Regions from separate parts of the Zea mays genome. Here all the other regions are linked to region 2. The links are chromatin contacts, called in public Hi-C maps. All regions are on one chromosome and are shown on one strand. Each heading gives the region's core, a stretch centred on a gene start, on an enhancer-like site or on the middle of the called end of the contact. The rest is flanking DNA. Distances are from core to core; before and after follow the strand shown. Region 1 holds the start of LOC100276829. Region 2 holds the start of LOC100280461 (nucleic acid binding protein). Region 3 holds the start of LOC100284247 (mitochondrial-processing peptidase alpha subunit). Region 4 holds the start of LOC100191291 (putative aurora-related protein kinase family protein).

The links. Hi-C and Micro-C count contacts between places; a contact is called where the count stands out from the background.
Region 1: a Hi-C map of leaf shows a contact between it and region 2, with 4 times the contacts expected there. The contact joins the promoter of LOC100276829 here to the promoter of LOC100280461 in region 2. A contact is called at or near these places in 6 of 25 Hi-C or Micro-C datasets (bundle sheath, ear, leaf and 3 more) and 1 of 3 datasets of contacts at active chromatin or transcription factors (seedling).
Region 3: a Hi-C map of leaf mesophyll shows a contact between it and region 2, with 2.3 times the contacts expected there. The contact joins the promoter of LOC100284247 here to the promoter of LOC100280461 in region 2. A contact is called at or near these places in 4 of 25 Hi-C or Micro-C datasets (bundle sheath, ear, leaf and 1 more).
Region 4: a contact with region 2 is called in a Hi-C map of bundle sheath, with 2.3 times the contacts expected there. The contact joins the promoter of LOC100191291 here to the promoter of LOC100280461 in region 2. A contact is called at or near these places in 3 of 25 Hi-C or Micro-C datasets (bundle sheath, ear and tassel).

What each region holds. Positions count from the first base shown.
Region 1 is chr3:6,475,537-6,478,236 of Zm-B73-REFERENCE-NAM-5.0, reverse strand. LOC100276829 reads left to right here and starts at 1,441. Exons shown (of 5, transcript NM_001150538.2): 1 at 1,441-1,860; 2 at 1,985-2,087. The coding sequence starts at 1,639.
Region 2 is chr3:6,609,099-6,611,798 of Zm-B73-REFERENCE-NAM-5.0, reverse strand. It overlaps LOC100280461 (nucleic acid binding protein), which reads right to left and starts at 1,390. Exons shown (of 1, transcript NM_001153381.1): 1 at 1-1,390. The coding sequence starts at 1,285. The coding sequence ends at 173.
Region 3 is chr3:6,859,755-6,862,454 of Zm-B73-REFERENCE-NAM-5.0, reverse strand. LOC100284247 (mitochondrial-processing peptidase alpha subunit) reads left to right here and starts at 1,259. Exons shown (of 13, transcript NM_001254778.1): 1 at 1,259-1,425; 2 at 2,252-2,497; 3 at 2,590-2,700. The coding sequence starts at 1,390. It overlaps LOC109944790 (a long non-coding RNA gene), which reads right to left and starts at 982. Exons shown (of 4, transcript XR_002267933.2): 1 at 896-982.
Region 4 is chr3:6,761,081-6,763,780 of Zm-B73-REFERENCE-NAM-5.0, reverse strand. It overlaps LOC100191291 (putative aurora-related protein kinase family protein), which reads right to left and starts at 1,253. Exons shown (of 9, transcript NM_001136725.1): 1 at 983-1,253; 2 at 219-329. The coding sequence starts at 1,021.

The DNA.
Region 1 (2,700 bases), core at 192-2,691, 130 kb after region 2:
GGATGAAGAAAAAAACGGTTGTCCTCCGACACTTCCTTAAAGGCTATTTACTAAATAGTTTAAATCTTGCCACATCATCTTAGAATTAGGACCACTTTTATTTCGTTTACTGAGGACAGATTCAATCGTTAAGATGCTACCTCCGTTCATAAATATATAACTATGTTAACTTTTTTCAAAAACTTTGGTCACTCGTCTTATTCAAAATATTTTTTCAAAGATGTAAAATTTTAAATCAAGCACAAACTATCTTAAGTGATAAAACAAAACACAACAAAATAAATGATAACTTATTTTTTTAATAAGACGAGTGGTCAGTTTTTTTTAAAGTCAACAGCGTCATATGTTCATATATATCTATGAACGAGGGAGTACTTGGAAAGAAAAAAACACTTCGATAGCATATACCAGATGATATAGTAGTTATGTGCATTCACCAAGCTTAAAAAACACTTTGTGCCCATCTATCCATCAATCACGTGATCAATCAAGTCAATGAAAAAATTACTAGTAACATCCCTCCACAGATACAATATAAAAGATGCAAGGAACGATAGAAGTCGTAGATGTTCGTTCCATTCTCAGCAAACCACACACAGAGAAAAACGCGAGACACAGGATGTAAGGTTGGACGTCTAACCTCTCTGCCTGCACTAGTATAATATGAAGAGTGTACATGTTCCTTATATAGAGATCTGAAACCCTCAGGCTTGTTTGATTTGAGGTAGTTAGAGGGGGATTGGGAGATTTAATCCTCTTCTATTCAAATTTATATAGAAGATAATTTAATCCCTCTGATCTATTTAATCTAATCCTAAACCCTAATCGAAGAAGCCCTAAGACTAGCTCCAACAAGGAGCTCTAAATGGTCTTGTACCCTAAATTTAGAGGATGAGGACGTCCTCTACCCCTCCAACAACGTCCTCTAAACGGTACTCTAAATTTAGAGGACGCTGCTGGATCCTCTATGTATAGAGTTCCTCTAAACAGTTCTCTATCTATTTGAATACTTTAAACAACCGTTTTAGTAAAACTAAAATATGTACAACACATTTGAGAGTATGACAAACACCTATGTACAAAAATTTAAAAATAAAAATGTCTTTAATATAGGTATTTACATATAGGGGATGTGATTTAGAGGACGTTGTTAGAGAGGAAATAGATATAGGGGATAGAATCTTTTAGAGAAGACTGTAAAGGACGGATATAGAGGATGTATATAGAGGACGTTGCTGGAGACAGTCTAAGAGGTAAAAACGGTATTTGACCATAAAACCTTTCGTCACGGTTTCTTAACACAATAGGAACTCCCGCTCTCATCCCTGGCTACCTGGCAAAACCGGCCCACCCCGTGATTGTCAGTCGAGGCCGCGAGGCCCACCAAACGAGCGATCCGATCTCGATTCCTCGACCTCGGCTGTAGCCTGTAGGCTCCTCATAGTCATGTAACCTGCCGCCTGGCCCCTACATTCAACGGTCATCTCCGCTCCGCTCCGCTCCTCCGCTCCACGCCGCCACCGCTCCTCCGCTCCTCGCGGCTCAAACGGTCAAATCGCAGATCCACAGGAAACCCCAAGCGGCGGCCGTCCCTGCTGCGGCTCTGCCTCCCTCTGCTCTCCGATTCGAGCGGATTCCATGGCCAGAGATGACGACGGCGCGCCCGCGCCCGGCGTTCCGGGCCAGGTGTACCTGCCCGCGTGGCGCCGCGCGTACGACCGACTCGTGAAGATGCTGCGCCAGGCGTACGCGCAGGCCGAGGAGCTCTCCGTCGAGCGCGAGCATCTCATCTCCGAGCTCCAGTTCCTGCAGAGCGCCAGCCGCGAGCGCCAGGAGATCTCCCAGGTCCGCCTCCAGCAGGTACGAACGATTCGGGTCCTGGCTCTTTGTCTTTGTGATTGGATTTGGGGAAGGCCATCTCTCGGTCGCTGCTCACGCGCGCTAGGTTTTTTTTCCTTTTCCTTTGCGGCCTTTCTATTTTCAGATCTGCAAGGACAAGGAGCTCAGCAAGAGAGTCCTTGAGGCTGAGACGGCGGCGCGTCTTGGCGGCAAGGAGCTTCAGATTCACTGCCATCAGAAACTCGCAGGTGAGGAAGGAGAGGGACCAAGTTCCTGGCCCCTGCATCAACTGTTCCTCTTTGAGTTTCATCGATATCTTGAAATTGGTGTGCATTTAAAATACTCGATTGATTCTCACGGCTACCGTGGCTGCTAGTAAACTTGCTTTTCGTAGGAGTATCTGGCGTAGTAATGGAAAAAAATACCTTCACTCTTCGTGGGTTCAAGTCCATTTCGTTCTTTATGATTAGGAGCTCTTTTGTAGTGACGGTTGGTTCATTTCTGTCTTTGATTGCACTGTCTCGATTAGTGTAGTTTAGGTATTACATATCTGTGCCAATTTCATTCTGCTTTCGATGACCTTTCGTTGTCACCTACACTTCCTGAGCCTACATTTGCTACTACTGTAAGAATCAGAATGAAAAAAAAAAGCTTCATCTCTATTTGTTTCTGCTGTGCATTGTGTATCTTAGAGTTGTCTCTTAACTTCTTAAGATTACATTGGTGTAAAGCAGTCACCACACTAGAAGTTGACACCTTGTATGTATCTCCACCTTGCAGTTTGAGATTCCAACTGTTGTTGACTATGCCTTGTTTTATTTATTTACTTTTGGATCTTACATCAGCCTACACTTGTACAAG
Region 2 (2,700 bases), core at 141-2,640:
GAATATTCACAGGGTGATAGATATGTACACGGGGATTATCGGAATTAACTGAGGAACGAAATTAAATATAGGGAAATATTTTTTTTTTGGATACTCCGTACCATCCTTCTCCGTTACGGCTCACCATCACCTTTCTCCGTGCCCATTGTTATTGCCACTGCCGCCGCCGCGCTCAGTTGATGAGGTCGGAGACCCAACCGACGTCGGGGCCACCGGCGTCGCCGGAAACAGCGCCCTCCCTGCTAAGCCGCTCGAACACCTTCGCGCGGAGGGCGCGGCCGGACTCCACCCTCTCCACGGGCTCGTCGTCGCCGCCGAAGCTGACGTCGAGAGGGTCCAGGTTGGCCATGTAGCAGGATGCGGCGGTGGCCCTCGGGGTGGAGGACAGGCCGTAGAGCGCGCCCCCCGTAGGCGATCCGTACGCGACCGCGGATGCAGGGTAGCCGCACCAGCCGCCCGACGGGGACGAGTTGGCCCTGCTGAGGCGGAGCTGGCGGAGCGAGGCGAGCACGTCGTTGACGGGGGACCCGGCGCCCGGCCAGCACCCACGGCGGAAGTCGGGCGACAATGGCGGGGACTCCGACGGGGGCGACTTGGGCGGCGACAGGAGGGTGCTGGTCGGCGACGAGCACATGATGCTCTTGGTGAGGTAGCTCTCGAACGCCTGGCGCCGGAGCGGGGAGCCGTCGTAGGACTCGGCGAGCGGGGAAGAGCAGGCGGCGCCCCTGGGGCTGGACTGCTGCTGAGGCGTGGGCGGGAGCACGCGCAGCTGGTCCGCGGTGTGCGCGAAGAAGCAGACCCGGCGGCGGCAGGCCGTGCCGTCCTTGCAGGGCTGGGTGCGGTAGCGCGCCGGGTGGAGCCAGCACTCGAAGACGCCGTGCGCCATGTCGCAGCCGTCGCCGCGCTTGCACCCGCCCTTGCGGAAGTCCGGGCAGGCGGCGCCGGAGTAGTGGTACTTGCGCGGGTCGCGGCGCCGCGCCTTCTCCCCCGGGTGCGCGAAGGGGCACTCGGTCCAGTCGTGGCTGCGCGCGCGCGCGCACCGCCGGACCTTGAACTCGTACATGCGGAACTCGTCGCAGCCGTAGCCGTCCACGCCCGCCGCCATGGCGGCGGCCGCCGCCGCCGCCTCATCCTCCTCGGCCTCGGCGCCGGCGTCGTTGCACGGCAGGTACTGGCGCAGCGCCGCGAGCAGGTACGGCGTCATCTCGTCGCCTTCGTCGACGCCGCTCACAGGGACGTGGTGGGACCACGGCGGCATGCTCACGCCTTCGCCCATCATCATCATGGCTTCCTTCCTTCAACTCAGTCTCTGGACTACGGGAGATCCGGTGGACTGGGCTTATCGGTGTGTTGAGAGAGAGAGACCGGGGGCAGTGCGCGGGCTGGGGACGAGGGACACCAGGCCGAAGGGCTGCTCGCTTATAAAGCTGCCTGCTAACCATGGTCGTACCCTCGGGCCGCGAGCCGACCGCGGTTAGCTAACTAGGGGTGAGGCAAACGACGGGGTCCCCGATAAGGTAACGCCGCGTCAAGTCCGGGCACCCACGATTTTGGGGTGGCCCGCGGTCAGTGAGATGAGGGGAACGCGGAAGCGCCAAGGATCGCGTGAGTGGCGGACGCGTGGAGGGAAGGTGTCAGGCATGCGGAGCGCGATGTGGAGAGCGTGGGGGTGGGGCGCCCGCTTCGGGACACGTCGGGCGGGAGGTGCGGGGGGACGGCATGGTACGATACTTTGGTGCCCCGGCAAGACACTGGCCCCATCTGCGTCCCGGGTTGGGTTGGGTCGGGTCGGGTTCGGCCCGCCATGCTTCCTGTAGGTTCTGGAAACCTGGGGTGGGGTGGAAGGCTGGGAGCTGCGGCTGCGGGCTGGCGGTGGCGCCTCTGTTTTGGACACATGCAGATGGCGGGGGGAGGGCAGTATGCAATATGCACGGCGATGTTTGGTTTGCGGGTTGGAACTTGGAACTGTGAGTTGGGTTTGGTAGCCTTCACGAATCTAGGCAGTCCTGTCCTGCCGCTGCTTTTCTTTGGCGGTATACTGCTTTTGGACGCGGGTAGGTAGGTAATTCTAGTATATCCACCGCTTTCTTTCTATTATAATTAACGCTACGGCAGTTTCTTTTGGATAAGTCTATCTCTTCCAGATTAGAGGCGATCGTTCATTTGTATTTTTGTGTTTGCTCGCGCAGTGGCGCTCTTCCGGGTGGACGCCACAAGTGCTGCTTGCTCGTGGGGAAAAAATAATCTTTGCATCCGTCATGCAAATAAAATCTCTTGAGCCCCTCACAACCAATCATCTGTTAATCCATATAAATAGAAAAAAATAAATTAGTGTTAAATTGTAAATTATGATCTGTTTTTATGTACAAAATGTTTTTCCGCTCGTGCCGTGTTTCATGCGGCTCCGACCCTAATAAAGCCCATGAAGAAGCTGGTATAGGAGCCTTATCAAAGGACCTATTATACCACGGGATACCAGAATAAAATACGAATGAGACGTATGAGGTGCAGCATACCAAAAACAAACTGCCGTTAATTTATATGTTTCCTCTCTTAGATCCTGTTTGAAAGTAACTCAGTTTTTAATAAAGCAGTTGGTACCTTTTAGTTAGTAGATACCAGCTTCTTGATTTTAAGGAAGCTAAGAATCTAATTCCTATAAATTGAGTTATAAACTAGCATTTTTAGAACCAGCTCAAT
Region 3 (2,700 bases), core at 10-2,509, 250 kb before region 2:
CTTTTCATTCCTTCTTATACATCCAACCAAACACAACTTATGTGATAAAAGGTGTGTGTTTGGACTTCGGAGTATACAATTGACCATTGGCAAAGGTGATTTGCGTTGACTCTCTACGAAACTAACATCGATTGATTAGCTAGCTAACAACCTTTTCAAGTTCAGTAAAACCATACCAGTCTGTCTTTAGCTACAGACGTCTACCAGTCTACCATGCATGAGGCCTCGAAGAGTCTGCATGCCTCATCCGTGCCTTCTACCAGATACGAGATCCTGAACCGATCAACAGCACTAACTGCTCACGAAGTACGATTCAAACAACCAACGACCCTGTACCTACGCTGCACAACGACCAATCACCTGCATATACCAACCCTACTCGGCGCACCAAACTCTCCGCCCAAATCTCGTTTTTTCCGTGGCGACCTGGCCCATGTCATCATGCATGCCGATGTCCAACGCGTACAGAAACAGCCCAACAAAAGCACAATGGACTATCTGACAGCCTTGTGCGAGCAAATCTTCATGGGGGGTCCGGGGGAAAAAAATGCAAGCCAGTTGCAACGCTGCAACTGCTATTTATGAACTGATGCCGGCATTTCATCGAGCAGGTGATCGAAGCTATGCTCCCATGCGTAGCGTATTTTAATTTTCACCTTCACCTATTTGCAGTTTGGCACTCGCTGAATGAGAACCAGCGGAAGGAATTTCTCCACTTCTCTGTGGTGGAATTGAGACAATCTACTCCCCGCGCCAAACACATAAGCGAATGCAGCGAGATTAACGATATACATAACAAGTTGCAGAAACTTTCTGCCAGAAAGCCGATATGCTGAGAGCGGATGCGCAAAACAGGCTACGAAATACCTAATCAGCAATCTACCAAACAACTAACCTGCTCGGCGCCAACCCCGCTCCCGGCAGCGATTGGCATCAGTCGCTGCGCCTAGAGAACCGCGACCGTCCTCTCGCACGCTGTGATCAAGCCCTCGCCTCGCCACCAGCGCCGAATACGGTGGAGCCAGCAAGCGGCGCCGGCGATCGCCTCGCCCCATCTCGGCGTGCAGCCGTGCACGGCGCGGCGGTTTCACGAATCACGCGTGATATGATGGCCGGTAGGCCCAGCAGAACTAACATAACTGGGCCTACATGGGCCACGTCATTAGGCCCAAAGTGAGTGGGCCGGCCACACATGCTCGGCCTCTCTCGCTTGATATGCACACACGGACACATCCTTTTGCAGCAGTGTGAGAGCTCGATTCGTTGCCGTCCACTTGTCTCACGGCCTGTCGCCATCTCCTTCCTGGTTTTTTCATCCGACCATCCCCGGCTCCTCCGCGCCGTCGGCGACGACTCCATCGAGTCACTCGGCCGCAGCAACCGGCGACCATGTACCGAGTCGCCTCCGGGCTCGGCGCCCTCAAGGTGAGCCGCCCACGCCTGGAACCCTACCCTTGCATTGACCTTGGCTCCTTCCATTTCGGGTAGATCTGGGCGCGATTCGCCGATCCGCAGCGGCGTCGCTTGCGGTCGCGTCGCGATACGGCGGATCCCTCTTGTCGGGACCTTCCCGTCGTCCGAACGCGCCCGAGCTTGATGCGTCAGCCTGGGAGCTGAGCTGATGGGTATTTCTGGCGTTGCAAGTGCCGATCATTGTTTGAACTGTTTGTCCTGTCTTATTGTCTGTTGAATTGGGGACGAGGTTGTCCGATCACATGATTATGCTGCATTCATTTTGTTCAGTGCATGCGTTTGAAACCCTTGTGATGTTTTGTGTTAGTTAACAAGCGGTGTGATGTTGAAGAGTGTTTCATTTCATTCAATCATTCATAGCCACTTATGATACTAGTTTCCACGTCTGTTTATAGGCAGAAGATAGAGCACGATTTTTATGTGGAACAATTGGATCTATACCATTAAAAGATCCAAACTTTAGATATATACCATGGACCCCACATGTCATTGACTCATGTGGACCCACATGTAAGTGAGATAGTAATGGTATGGATCCAAAGTGGTGATCTTTTAATGGTATGGATCCAAATTTCCCTTTTTATGTAGACAACCCTTTTTTTATGTGAGAATGTAGAAAACTGTCATTCCGATTCCTCACACCAAGAGTATTGCTTGGTATTGCTCTGCGAGCGGCTTTTACTGTAATAATAAACACGCTTTTCTTGGGTTTGTTTGTATGAAAGGTTTATGGCTTTGACCACTGAACTGTAATATATGTTCTTTCCTTCTATTTCAGAGGCATGGGGCAAATGCTCAAATGATGAATGCTGCAATTAGGTGTGCCAGCACAAGTGTTGCACAGAGGTCTTCGGGTGGCTTCTGGACCTGGTTGACTGGTGCGCGTTCAAATGAAATACCTCCTCCAGATTTCACACTTCCAGGAGTGACTATTCCTCCTCCGCTGCCTGACCATGTGGAGGCTGGCAAAACAAGAGTCACAACACTTCCCAATGGTGTTAAAATAGCCTCTGAGACATCTGCGGTATGTCGTGTTTATTTTTATATGGTTACTCATTCCATCCATGCACTCATCAGCAGCTGACTATAATAGTGTGTTTTCCATTTCCTATTCAGGGATCATCTTGTTCTGTTGGAGTTTATGTTGATTGTGGTTCTGTATATGAAGCACCTGAAACAACAGGCGCCAGTCAACTGTTGAAGACAATGGCCTTCACAACCACTGCC
Region 4 (2,700 bases), core at 4-2,503, 150 kb before region 2:
GCTTACCAAAACTTCACCCATGAGCTGGATTGAACCTCAAAAGTAACTAATAGACTGGACCCAAAAGTAGCTAATGGTCTAAAATGCATAAAACACTGTGTTTTTCAGTTAGAACGCCAAAACGCTAAAACGTGGTTTCAACCTCTAATTAGAGTTTTGACGTTTAAACGTAGTTTTAATAACACTGATAATCATTGCAAGTAAACTATGTTATTTACCCTCTTTTCTCTGGCAAGATATACGTGGCCGAATTTGCCCCTCCCAAGAGGCTTCCCAACCTCGAAATCAGACAGCACCCACCGCTTCTCCTCGTTTGCATGGGCTGAATCCTGCAAAGTGAAAACAAAATGCATCGTTATATTTCCATTATACTGCAGCCACAGTACCCTGAAGGCGCAAACCACCATCAGAAGCTTAACCAGCCATGAATCCTCGTTTACCAGACCTCTAAACACAGGAAAAGGAGCGAAGTCCAAGGATAATCAGAACAGGAACAGAATAGAGAGTTAATATCCTAAGCCAAGGATCTCGTAAACCCCACGGTACACTTCACTGGCCCAACGTGTAACCAGCTAAACAAAGGGGACGCCCAAGCTTTTGCAGGAATAGGGGTCAAACCCTAATCATCTGTCCGCAAAAGAATATTAGAAAATGGACTCGCGCACAGCTAATAAAAGCAACGATATATTAATGTCACACGCTGGAAAATAAAGAAACGTCTGTTTGACCCTGTCGCTTCCACGCGCTACAGCACGAACAGAAGGGGGCAAAAGAGACAGGAAAATCCCCCAGATTCGACGGGACGGGGAGAACAAATCGCACCGATTTGACCACGGAGACAACTACAATCAAGCACAACCAAGGCTGCGGCACGCCAATCGCTCGATTAACCCCACGAATCCACATCTACGCACGCAGGTCCCCAAAATCATCCGCGGGCGGATCAGACCAGTGGGGGAGAGGAGAGGGAGCAGTAGCATACCCTGTCCTCGCAGCCGCGCGACTCGGTGGCGATCGCCATGGCTGGAGCCTGGAGGAGCGGCGCGGAGGGGGAGGAAGCTTGTGTAGGGAGGGGGAGCGGCGAGGCGAAGTTTGGAATTGTGGGGCGATATGGGATTGGGGCTTTAAGGTTTGGGCGGAGAACGCAACGGTCGAATCCTTGGCTCGCCTCGCCCAGTCGCTCACGTGCAGAGAGGCGAGCCGTTTGGAGTCAGCGGCCTCGCCCTCGCCGGCGTTGAGGTTGGACTGGATCGGGCTCCCAGGCTAAGGTTGAGCGTTATGACATGGTCATATGGGCCTAGGCCTTAACAGCGCTAGAGAGTGGGTCGTGGTTTGGGCCTGCGTACCTTTGACAGTATTGAGCTTTACCCATGTATGAAATCATAGAACAAGTGTATTTTAATGTCCTCAGCTATAGCAAAAACAGGCCCACGGTTATCGTGGCCTTATTAGGCCTGTTTTGGTAATATCTCCTAAAGTTTAGTAAATAAAATTTAGTCCCTTTTAGTTAAAACTGTCAAATATAATGACTAAGGGAGATCTTCTAAACTTTTGTCCTTTAGTTACCTCTAAAAGTGACTAAACTTGTACTTTTACAGGATTTATCCTCAAACTGATCCCTACTATCCCTTCCTAGCTAGAACCTGTCCAACTGTATTAAATAGAGGCTATCATATCTTATGCGTAATATTTAATGCTCTTGGGTCAATTTTAATCCCTAGAACCAAACAGAATATTCTAAAGTCTAGTCTCTAAAGTTTAGAAGGGTAACTTGTCTAATTTGGTGCCACTCGGACGTCGAACCTTCGAACCTACTAACATGAACAATAAATTAGAATCACAGTCATTATCCATACTAACTTCTTACATATGCAATGGTAAAAGCAACGATATAGATACATATGCTTGTAAATAAAGAGGGTATAACACAAGTTGCTCCCATCTACATTCACCTGTGCAGTTTAATCCATCATTTTAGTATTATATATGTTATTGTAGGCCTCAAACTACAACCTGAAGTCAAAAAAATACATTATGAAAGTATGAAACAAAGAAATTCAAGAGAAACGATCGAGGAAATGGATACCATTATCACGCACATGCAATTCCACTAGCTCAACACCTCATGGATTTGCTAGCAAGATGACCTTATCTAGAGAGGTACGAATGAAGACGGGCGTTTGAGCTGGTGAGGAAGAAAGAGAGGATAATAATTCTATATAGGCTCATTTGAAACAAGAAGAGTGCCATGGCTGAGTCACATCATCCAATAATACGTTTGGAGTCAGCGACCTCGCCCTCGCCGACGTTGAGGTTGGACTGGATCGGGCTCCTATGTTGAGGTTGAGCGTTATGACATGGTCACATGGGCCTAGGCCCTTAACAATGTTAGGGAGTGGGTCGTGGTTTGGGCCTGCGTACCTTTGACAGTATTGGGCTTTGCCCATGTATGAAACCATAGAACAAGCGTATTTTAATGTCCTCAGCTATAGCAAAAGCAAGCCCACGTTTATCGTGGCCTTATTAGGCCTGTTTTGGTCCTATCTCCTAAAGTTTAGTGAATAAAATTTAGTCCCTTTTAGTTAAAACTGTCAAATATGATGACTAAGGGAGATCTTCTAAACTTATGTCCTTTAGTTACCTCTAAAAGTGACTAAACTTGTACTTTTACAGGATTTGTCCTTAAGCTGATCCCTACTA